2 separate regions of the Sus scrofa genome follow, and region 1 is linked to region 2. Evidence: chromatin contacts called from public HiChIP or PLAC-seq data. All regions are on one chromosome and are shown on one strand. The core of a region is the stretch at or near the end of the contact, and the rest is flanking DNA. Distances in the headings are between cores, read along the strand shown.

Region 1 (5,604 bases), core at 2,630-5,129, 74 kb before region 2:
CGGAGAATGTCCTTATCCTATGCCTCCCTCCAAGGATTTGAACTTGCCCCAGGACAGCAGCAGTGGCCAAGTAAACACCATGCAACAAGACACTAAGTATTTGTGTCCCATTCTGATTAAATAATCAGATTATTAAATAATCTGATTAAAGAACCTCTTTTGAGTCTATTTTCACCTTTGAAAAAATTGCAACAATCACTGCATGACTTTTGTACAAAATGACACAGTGTTACAACATCTGTAACAGTGTCTCCAGGGGCCATTGCATCAGAGACAGGCGCTTTGTGACCCATTCAACCCATTTCTGCTAATGAGCTCTGGAAGTGAGCAAAAGGGCAGCGGAGAAGCTTTTAAAAATCAAGACTTGTGAACAGTTTGGGTCTGGGGCACGTCTGCTTATTCACCCGTCAGCTTTCACATTATTTCCAACAGGTTCAAGGGACAACTTAAAGTTACCTTGTCTTTAGTTGCCATTTCTTAGTTTTCTCTTTATTACATCACAAACCTTCTCTTTCATTTATTTATTTATTTTTTAGGGCCGCACCCATGGCATATGGAGGTTCCCAGGCTAGGGGTCATATCAGAGCTACAGCTGCTGGCCTACACCACAGCTCACGGCAACGCCGGATCCTTAACCTACGAGGAGGCCAGGAATCGAACCCGCATCCTCATGGATCCTTGTCGGGTTCGTTAACTGCTGAGCCATGATGGGAACTCCATCTATTATATAACAAACCTTCTTATTATTTCATTTTCAGGCACAAAGAGAGACAGAGACCAACAAATGAGGGAAGGGAGAGACATCCCATGCACACATAAGCAGGACTCTCTTCTCATTGGGGCTGGAGTTGGCTGTTTCCGGGGACATTTCAGAGTTCTCTCCTAAAGTAATCATGCCACTTTGAGACTGTAGCATTTAAGATGCAGGTTCGGCAATCATAAAGATCCCTACCCCAGTACATTGCCTTAAATAAGTTAGAAGTTTAGGTGGTCACAGGCTGATAGGGTGGCTCAGTGGTGTCCAGACTACAAGCTTTTTGCTCCACCGTGCTCAGCACACAGCCTTCTGCCTCATGGTCAAGGCTGGCTGCACCGTCTCCCATGATCACGACCCACATTCCAGCCAGGAGTGGAGCACTTGCCTTGCTTTTAAAGGACATTACCTGCAATCTGCACTCATCACTTCTGCTCAAATCCAATTGATCAGAACTTAGTTGCATGGCTAAGTCAAGCAACAAGGAGAGGGACTGGAAAGAGCAGCAATTGTGTTGAGAGGCCCAGTGTGCTAACTTCAGTATGAAAGCTCTGTCACCCATGTGCTTGTCGAGTGCCAGTCTCATGGGTTTTACCAGAATTACTTGATTGAATCCTCACAATAAAAACATGTACTTTTCTAGTCTCCATGTTACAAATGAGGAAGCCGAGGTGCAGACAGGCACCCCCAGAAGAGGACCCTGATTTAAGGCGGTGCTAGTGGGGGGATGGTAAGGAGGGGGGAGGGAAGCCAGCAAGGGCTCTGTTTCAGGCAAAGTCCCCCACCCCACACCGCCTGACCCCGATCCCATAGCATGCTCTAGAACAGGGGTTACATCTTGGAAACTGCCTTGGAGGCAAAGGAGCTGAGTGTTCACATGCCCTCACCAGTCAGGTCTGCGCACCCTGGACAGGATGCCCAGCGGCCTGCAGCCCTCTGCACCTGCTGTCCAATTGGCTCTAGGAGCTCAGGAGCCCAAGGGCAGTTCCATGAACAGGATCACAAGGATGAGTCCTGGGAGCGAGGCTCAGGAGCTGGTGGGTACACAGTGCCGGCGTGGGGCTAGGGCACCTTGATGGGACGCTGCCGTGTCCACTGCACAATCATGTCCACTGCACAGTCCGCTCAAAAGCACCTCACTGTACAGCCTCCAGGCACCTGGTTAAGAAAGTGCCAGGAGTCAGGCCTCTCAGAAGAGTTTTGCTTTCAGCTGTCCTGCCTCCCCATCCCCTCCCATGCCCATACCACTTTTTAAAAATTTTATTTATTTTTTAAAAATTTATTTTCTTGGAGTTCCTGTCATGGCTCAGTGGAAAGGAATCTGACTAGTATCCATGAGGATGCAGATTTGATCCCTAGCTTTGCTCAGTGGGTTAAGGATCCAGTGTTGCCATGAGTTGTGGTGTAGGTTGCAGATGAGGCTCAGATCTGGTGTGGCTGTCGCTGTGCTGTAGGCCGGCAGCTACAGCTCTAATTCAACCCCTGGCCCGGGAACCTCCATATGCCACAGGTGTAGCCCTAAAAAGACAAAAAAAGTATTTTCTTGAAGTACAGTTGATTTTCATTGTTGACTTAATTTCTACTATACACCAAAGCGATTCAGTTATTGAATTTAATTGGTCATGCTTGAAGGGTATCTGCTTGAAAAAGTCCTGCATTGTCAACCCATGAACATTATCGAGCACTTCTCTGTGCTGGACCTTGACTGGGGGTGCACAGACCATGACCAGTAAGACACCCTGATCTATTTTCTCAAAGGCTAGAGGACAATAAAGACAGGAAAATAGTGGATTTTAGCTCAAGAGGAATCACTGTGTTCAGGGCATTTCAAGGTGAGACACAGGAGACAGTAAAACATTGGACCAAGGAGGTGACATTTGAGTCTGGGTTTTAAAGGATGAATAAGAGCCCTTTCGAGCAGCATGAGCAAAGCTATGAAAGCACAGTAAAGCCGGGTCTGTGCTGTGGGCTTGGAAGCTGCTGAGAGAATGAGGGAGTGAAGGAATTGCTGGGTGTGTGGGCCCAGTGCTTGACCTCTCTCAGGAGGAGAGGGCACGGGTTCAATACCATTACCATCAGTAGTTTTTGCTCCAAACTACACCAGCCTTTCCTGCTCATCCTTCTGAGCCCCCACGAGCCTCTCACCCGCCTTCCAGGCCAGCAGCCTGGGATGTGAGCATCTGGTACCCTGACGTGTGAGGGGCAGAAAGGAAGGAAGAGGACCGGCCCTGCCCGATGCTCTTTTTTCCTTCCATCACTGTCCGTACCCCACCGACCTGTAACCCGGCTGCAGCATCACCTTGTGAAGTTCGATTGCTCTGATTTTAATTATATCTTGTGGGGGTTGTGCGTGTGGCTTGCGGAAATGCTCGGGCCATGGATCGGACCTGTGGCGCCGCACCAGATCCTTTACCCTAGACCACAGGGAACTACTCTGCCTTGTGAAGTTTGAAACCACGGAAAGAAGAGTTTGTCCTGGTCTGAACATTCCTTTGAGACTTGTCGGCAGCAGATATCCCTCAGGATAAAACACAAATTGAATCTCCTGTCTCCCAGACCGAGTGTCTTCAAGGTCAGAGTCACAAATCCCACAAGATGTATGAAGTCTGGGGGTCCCTGGGGAGGGGCAGGCAGCAGGGGCCTGGGTTGGCAGGGGTGGAGTGGGGGGCACCAATCACCAGCGCCTCTCACCAGATCCTGGATAATCAAAGACCCCAAAGGCTTTTTACTGATTAGCTGGATGAGGCCATGGGATTAATGGCAATAATAGGGCTCAAGGACAAGACCCCACATTTTCAAAGAGAAGAAAAGGAGATCAGCTGAGTAAGAGAAAAGATGGCCTTTTCTCCCCGCAGCAGCATTTCCTCAGGCCCCCTCTCTGCGCCAGGGGAGAGTCTCCTGTGAAATCTCACCCTGCAAATCCCCAGGGTCTTCTAGTTTCACAGTTCCCACCTGATGTCCTGCGGGCCTGGCCCCCTCTAGAGTCCCTTGAGGACGTAAAAGGGGCAGGGGGACATTTAAAAGCAGATTCCCCCATTAATAGCAAATGGGAGCAGTCAGGGCTGAGGCTTAGGGTGGCCTGCGTTGCCCTTGGTCTCTGTCCTGTCTTTGTCCCCAGATGTGCCGGGTGAGTTAGGCAGCGTCTTTAAAATCCTGGGATGACTCACTGGCAGGAGCTTGGCAAATGCAGAGCGTGATTGTGACACAGAATAATCTCGGTTCCATGTCCCAAATATCTGTTGCTAAGAATTGGAAGGAATGTTATTTTCTTTCTGAGAATTTACAATTTGACCGGTGTCGGGGGAGGAATTTCATTAAGGAGTCGGGGGTGGGGGAATGCTCTCTTTATGGAGTTAGAGTGTTTCTCCTCCTAGGTACTCACTGCAGACTCATATCCACATAGCCCGGTATGCTAGCTGCAACTGCTCCCACATTACAGACGTTTCACAGATGTTACTGTGTAGCTGCAAGAGAGTCATGAACCTTTGAAACTCGAATTTGCACCCAGAACTCTCTGACTTGAAAAGTTCCATTTTTCTACCTCAATGCTACCTTAAATTCAATGAAAACTTTTTTCTTTTCTCTTTTTGAGAATTAAACATCCTCTCCTGGATGTAAGAGACCGAGTTGCTGCTGGTCCCCCGTATCTAATTCTTCCCAGGTGGAGTCAGGCTTGAGGAAATTAGAAGAGGACCCCACTCTCTAACCTGAAATTCTTGGGCCAGATGTGTTCTAAAATCAGAAACAAAAATGCAGGATGTTTTGGATTTTAGGAAGAAATTATAGTATACATGTCATGTCTTACATAAGTGCTAGTATGGTCTGGGGCGGCACCCTGAAATGAAGCACGTTAATATTTCTGCAGTGAAATAGTCCCCACAGTTCAGTACATAAAGATTATAAAGAGCCGCACAGGAATTTAGGTCAGGTTTTTTGCTACCAAGTTAGGTATGCGCCAAGCTTCAGGTTTTCGGAGCTTTGGGGACTTGGGAGTCAGTGTGAGGAGCGGTGAACCCGTAGGTGGTATTTACAGGTCCTTCTGCTCTAAATCCTCTCCGGATGCGCCTGGTGGCGGAGGTCAAGAACAGGCACTCCACGGAGGTGCCTGGTCTGGAATCCTTTCAGCTGCGCTGGAGGAGGAACCCATCATCCCTGGGCATTTTTGGGATACAAGGACCAGGGAGCCATGCTCTCTTGCTGACTGCCTCGGAGAGCTGTGTGTCCTTAGAGAAAGTGCTGCACCTCTCTGGTCTACTGAGTGGGGAGGTGGCAGAGGGGATGCCCTGGATGCTCTCAGGACAATTGGCCCACTGCCACTCTGGGGCCACTGTGAAGCTACGCAGACCTTGGGACCAGGGCTGAGCATCCATGCCCTCCACGCCCCTGGACAGCCACCCCTTCCACTGCAGTCATCCTTGTCCAGAGGTGCAAGTTTTGGGGGATGAGATTTAACTGCTTGTGTCAGAGTCCATCCCTCCAGGCACCCACTCAGCTTGGACCTGATGACTTACCAGCTCCTATATTACAACTATTATTACTACTCATTCGTCGTAATTAGTAATAACTCTTTAGTTATTACTGCTAATGAGCAGAGTAACAATGGATCTGCCTCATCGAATGAGCAGGAAGCTCCAGGGAGCTAGCGTGCGTTCAGCTCAGTGCCTGGAACCCCCATAACACCTGCAGAGAAGCAGCTGTACTAATCTTATGGCAAAGAGCAGGACTTTATCAGTGTCCAGGCGGCCGCCACAGCAAGGGGCCACAGCCTGGATGGCTTCAAACAACAGAAACTGATTCTCTCACAGGGCTGAGGCTACAAGTCTGAAACAAAGGTACAAGCAGGGTCGGCT
Region 2 (5,582 bases), core at 1,009-3,508:
TGTTAGAGGTTCAACTTGGAATGAAAAGTTGCTTCTGTCCTTTAAACTTTTGAGCAAATGGAAGAACATCTGAGACTCTAAGATGCTTGTTCAGAATATTACTCTTGGCAACAATTTATCTAATGTACTAACATCAGGAATTTCTTGTCATTGATCTACCAAAGAAAGATATAGAAAGAAACTGGGTGATGAGTGAGCGATGAGACTGCAAGGTCACCCGTAGCCCCTGATGTCAAATAAAGTTACCTGTGTTCATAAAAACAACGGTGGTATTTTTATTGACTGATTATATTGGTAAAGGCTGTATTAAATGGATGTAGTTCTTCTGAATCACAGACGTCCCTCCCAGCCCTGAGGCTTCTTCCACAGAGAGGGAAAATGATCACCCTTCCTACCAAATGCCCTTCACTTCAGTGAAGGAAAAGCAGTTGTTTCTACAGGTAAGATTGTATTGATTGGCTAGGGCTGTCATAGCAGAGTGGCACGGATTGGGTGGCTTAAACAAAACAAATTAATTTTCTTGCCGTTCTGGAAGCTAGAAGTCCAAGTTCAAGGTTTCTACAGGGTTGGTTTCTTCTGAGGCTTCTTTCCTTGACAAGCTGTTATCTCCATGTGTTTTTACATGGTCTTCCCTTGGTACCTGTCTGTGTCCAAATTTCCCTTTCTTCTAAGGACACCAGTCTTACTGGATTGGGGCTGCTCTCATGACATCCAGATACAGTCACACAGTGAAGTGGTGGAGGTTAGGATTTCAACATATGACTCTGGGGGGATTACAGTTCAGGCCACAGCAAGACGGTCGAAGAAAAATCGCCCAGGAACCTCCTCGGCTATTTGTGAGGAACCCATTCCTCTTGGTTTTTCCTAGAGCAGTCATGACTTCAAGTACCTTTAACAGTTTAAATGCTGGAGCCAATACAGTGGAGTTCCTTGGGTGACGGACTGCAGGACAGAAGGAACGGCTTTCTGGCTGGGCCGCCACAAGTACGCACCTGCTCCTAGGGGCTGCGGTTGGTTTCTCTTGAACTTCTCTCCTTCCCGACTTGCCAGTCCTTGGTTTTCTCCTGAAATGCCAGCAGTGACCCTCCCACCCTACCCACCCTGCCAAGGCAGCAGCTCCACTTTGCCAAGTTCTTTGCTTTGCCCTTTAAAACTTTTGTGCCTTTTAGCATGACCAAGGGAAGGGGAGATTCAGAAGGGTGGCTGTGAAGCCTGCTCAAGTTCAGCTTTCCCTGACTTGCTCTTAAGCACCCCAGCTGCAGGTGCCTACCGTTGGCATGTGTTTCCCCTCTCATCACAGTCCTGTTGTCATTGTCTCTGTGAAGCCCCCTGCACAGCCAGACGGTACATACAGCCCAGTTTCAGCACCGCAACACTCAGGCATTTGCGGAAATGAGAGATGACCCCTGGCTTCTATTGACTTATTTACTTTGTCCATATGCTGTTGCTCAGCCCTTTATATTCATTAACTCAATCTTTACACCATTACTGTGAGGTAGGTGAATGATTCCTATCTTACTCATAAGGAAACGTCTCTTTTTTTATTTAAAAAAGAAATGTATTTTTTGTCTTTTTAGGGCAGCACCCACGGCAGATGGAAGTTCCCAGGCTAGGGGCCAAATTGGAGAAACCAACCGCAGCTGCCGGCCTACACCACAGCCACAGCAACACCAGGTTCGACCCACATCTGCAGCCTACACCCCAGCCCTTGGCAATGCTGGATCCTTAACCCACCCAGCAAGGCCAGGGATCAAACCCATATCCTCATGGATCCTGATCGGGTTCTTAACCTACTGAGCCACAGCGGGAACTCCTATTTGTTTCTAATTTTATTGGAGTGTAGTTGACGTACCGTGTTGCATTAGTTTCAGGTGTACAGCAAAGTGAATCAACTCTGCATGTACATGTATCCATTCTTTTTTCCCATAGAGACTATTGAGTAGATTTGACTATTGAGTAGATTTGCTATACACACAGAGTCTTTTTTGGGTTTTGTTTTGTTTTTTAATTAAAGCTTAGTTGATCTGCAGTGTCGTGCCAGTTTCTACTGTACAGCCAAGTGAGTCAGCTCGTTCTCTCTCTCCCTCCCTCTCTCTCTCTCTGTCTATATATATATATATATGTATATATATTCTTTTTATTTTCCATCATGGTCTAGCCCAGGAAATTGGATGTTGTTCCCTGTGCTATACAGAGGGACCTTATTGTCTCTATAAGGAAGCTTATCTTAAACAACTTAAGTAAACTTGCCTGAGTCACGTGGTTGCTAAGTGTAGAGCAGCAGTTGAAAGCCAGGCAGAATTACTCAGAGCCCAAACTCTTTTTATGTTCAGAGTTTGGGCTCAGAGAATCCATAAACCTAGAGGTGGGACCAGGAGATTAAGGAAGGGGGCAGTTCTTTCCTAGCCTTTTTATATTTAGAAAGTATGAGAGACAAGTTTAATAGAGGGTGCTCCCTCGAGTGGGACCCAGCTGGTGCTTGAGGAAATTATCCAGTTTTGTCATCCAGTGAGGTCAGGAATTTAAGGCCTTTGGGGCATGGAATTTTTTAAAAATTGAGATATGATTTCCATTCCATACAATTCATCCCTTTCAAAATATGCAATTCACTGGTTTATGGTGTATTCACAGGGTCATGCCACCATCACCACTACTTCAGCACATTTTCGTCACCCCACAAGGAAACTCCAAACCCAAAACCCAAACCCTCCCCTCTTCTCAGCCCCAGGCAACGGCTCATCTACTTTCTGTCTCTGTGGATTTGCCTGTTCTGGACATTCCCTATAAAGGAAATTATGTAATAATTACATGGCCTTTTGTGTCTGGCTTCTTTTGCTTAGGTTCATCTGTGTTGTCACATGTAGAGTTCTTTTTTATGGTTGAATAATATTCCATCTTATAGATATACATCATTTTCTTTATCTCATCATCACCTGGCAGACATCTGGGTGGTTTTTACTTGGGGGCTACAGTGACTAGTGCTGCTATGAACATTATTGTACAAGTTTTTACATGATGTATATTTTCATTTCCCTTGGGTTTATACCTAAGAGTAGAGTCGCTAAGTCATGTGGTAACTCTGTCTTTAACATTCTGAGGAACTGGCAGACTGTTTTCCAGAATGGCTACACTGTTTCACATTCCCACCAGCAGTATAGGAGGGTTCCTGTTCCTCCACATCCTCTCTGACGCTTGTTTGTTTTTTTGTTTTTTATTTGGGGGGGGGCAGGATTGGGCGAGTACTCTTTTTTAAAAAATTGATGTATAGTTGTAAAATATTTTATGTTACAGGTATACAATATAGTGGTTTGCAATTTTTAAAGTTTCTAGTCCACTTAAGTTATAAAATATTGGCTATATTCCAAGTTGTACAATATGTCCTTGTAGCTATTTTTCATGATTTTTTTTTCCATTATAGTTGGTCTCTCTGACACTTGTTATTGCTTCTTTTTTATTATAGCCAGACTAGTGGGCCTGAGGTGGTATCTCATTAGGGGTTTTAGTTGCATTGCCCCAATGGCTACTGATATGGGGCAACTTCTCATGGGTTTACGGGCCATTTGCACATCTTCTTTGGAGATCCATCTATCTAGATCTGGGTAGACTGTTCTCACACCTGTGTCCGAGCTGATGAAATACGAGACTTGGGAGGGCTGACTCCCTTTTCACTCTGTATCCCCCCTTCCTTGCCCCTCAGTCGCAGGATCATCATACCAGAGCCTAACGTAGAGTATTTGCTTTGTGATGGGAAAAAGTGACCACCGTCCTACAGAAACACCCTCACCCTGCCCCCCAAATCCGGGAAGGAACCTGGAGAATTCCATTCGATGTGTTTCATTACATACTCTGGCTGGAGCGGGCTGGCTGCCCTGGGCCTGTAACACTGTCCTTGAGAAGCACTTGGTGTCCTCTGATTTTCTCATTTAAATGATGTGTTTTGGATGGAACTTTAGCACTTGTTTTCCCCCAAAGCCAAAATGTAATGTACAGTTTGCCAGGGTTTGTGGTGAGAGCTGAGCTTCGGACAGTTCATGGAGAGTATCTGCAGATCCCAGGACTCTGGGCCAGGAAAGGACCTTGAAGAAGCCCCTCCTCCAGGACTCTGCCTCAGTTGCCCCAGACAGACGAAATGACAGGTGTGAGGTTTTCTCACTCATTCTGTTGAGCCCCTCTCTGGAGAGGCGAGTCATCATACTCTTCAGTTTATAACACTCTCTCGTCTGTCAGTGCTAGGCCCCACTTGGTTTCCTTTAAAAATTGTCTTTTCTGGGAAGTACTCTTGTGGCTCAGTGGGTTAAGAACCTGACTGGTATCCATGAGGATGCGGGTTCGATCCCGGCCTCCCTCAGTGGGTTAAGGATCTGGCATTGTCACAAGCTGCAGTGTAGGTCAGAGATGTGGCTCGGATCCTGTGTTGCTGTGGCTGTGGTGTAGGCTGGCAGTTATAGCTCTCATTCAACCTGTAGTCTGGGAACCTGCCTGTGCTGTGGGTGTGGGCCTAAAGAAACCCAAAAAAAAAAAAAATTGTCTTGTCTTCTTCATCCCCCTCCTAGAGATTCCTAGTGCAAAGCATTAAATATATGTCCTTAGACATATCTTTGAAAAATGTAATATTTTCCTCTGCAAAAACCTTGTGTTTCTGTGGTTTCCACCTAGCCCTTTGCTCCTGACCACTGCCTAGACATTGGCCACATGCAGGCCTGCGTGCTGCCTGTACCTGTCATCCCCCCAGGTGATGGTGAGCCAGTCTGCTTCGGGGTCCCTGCTACCAGTGAGGCCACCATGTCCTTCGTATAGCTTTCAGCCATTTGGATTTCCTCTTTGGGGACAGCTTATCTCAACTTTTGCCTATTTCGTAAAATTTAAAGTTGCCTTTTTTCCACTTGTTTTGAAGGGTTCGTGCACATTCTAGCTGCCAGTCCCCTTTTTGGTCTCAGAGGTTGCAGAGTCCTTCTCCACTCCGTCACCTCTGTTAGCTTTGCCTAGGATGCCCTGCACATGACAGAAATTCTTAATTTCTTTTTCTTTTTACGGCTGCACCTGCAGCATATGGAGGTTCCTGGGCCAGGGGTCAAATTGGAGCCGCAGCCTCCAGCTTACACCAGAACCACAGCAACACCGGATCCAAGCTGCATCTGTGACCTATGCTGCAGCTTGCAGAAATTCTTAATTTTACTGTGGTTAAATCTGTCAGGTAGATGCTATTTAACAAATCCCTCCCACCCCAAGTTCACGCTTAAGTTTTCCTCTTCTTCGCTGTGTCGTCTTACCTCTCATGTTTAAGTCTTCACTCTCTCTGGAGTCTGCCTTTGCGTAGGTGTGGAGTGGGGATCCAATTGTTTTGTTTTGTTTTTCTCGTCTCCTCCACACACAGCTTGTTCCTCCCACTGAGGTGTCACCACCTTTAGCATCCTCTGTCATCTGCATGGCTCACATTTTATGGTCTACTTGTGTGCTCCTGTGCCCTCACCCTACTGTAGGTGATACCGTGGCATCTGCTCAGGTAAATCTCCTTCCTTGTTTTCTCTACTAAAAAATTCCCTAACCGTAAGAATTTTAGAATGAGTTTGGGTTTCTCAGGC

The links. HiChIP or PLAC-seq counts read pairs in DNA pulled down with a chosen protein or histone mark.
Region 1: an H3K27ac HiChIP or PLAC-seq map of alveolar macrophages shows a contact between it and region 2. The contact joins two enhancer-like sites. A contact is called at or near these places in 1 of 5 promoter capture datasets (fetal skeletal muscle), 3 of 47 Hi-C or Micro-C datasets (liver and skeletal muscle) and 2 of 2 datasets of contacts at active chromatin or transcription factors (alveolar macrophages and skeletal muscle).

What each region holds. Positions count from the first base shown.
Region 1 is chr18:38,003,371-38,008,974 of Sscrofa11.1, reverse strand. No RefSeq gene overlaps it. Among named protein-coding and RNA genes, the nearest start is that of EEPD1, 57 kb to the right of the region's middle. Within about 2 kb of position 3,879, at least 4 of the 83 cell types and tissues checked have an H3K27ac peak or open chromatin away from gene starts, as enhancers often do. A contact at or near this core is called in alveolar macrophages, where this site is marked.
Region 2 is chr18:37,928,122-37,933,703 of Sscrofa11.1, reverse strand. The region is part of intron 2 of EEPD1 (endonuclease/exonuclease/phosphatase family domain-containing protein 1); the gene reads left to right. Among named protein-coding and RNA genes, the nearest start is that of EEPD1, 18 kb to the left of the region's middle. Within about 2 kb of position 2,258, at least 5 of the 83 cell types and tissues checked have an H3K27ac peak or open chromatin away from gene starts, as enhancers often do. A contact at or near this core is called in alveolar macrophages, where this site is marked.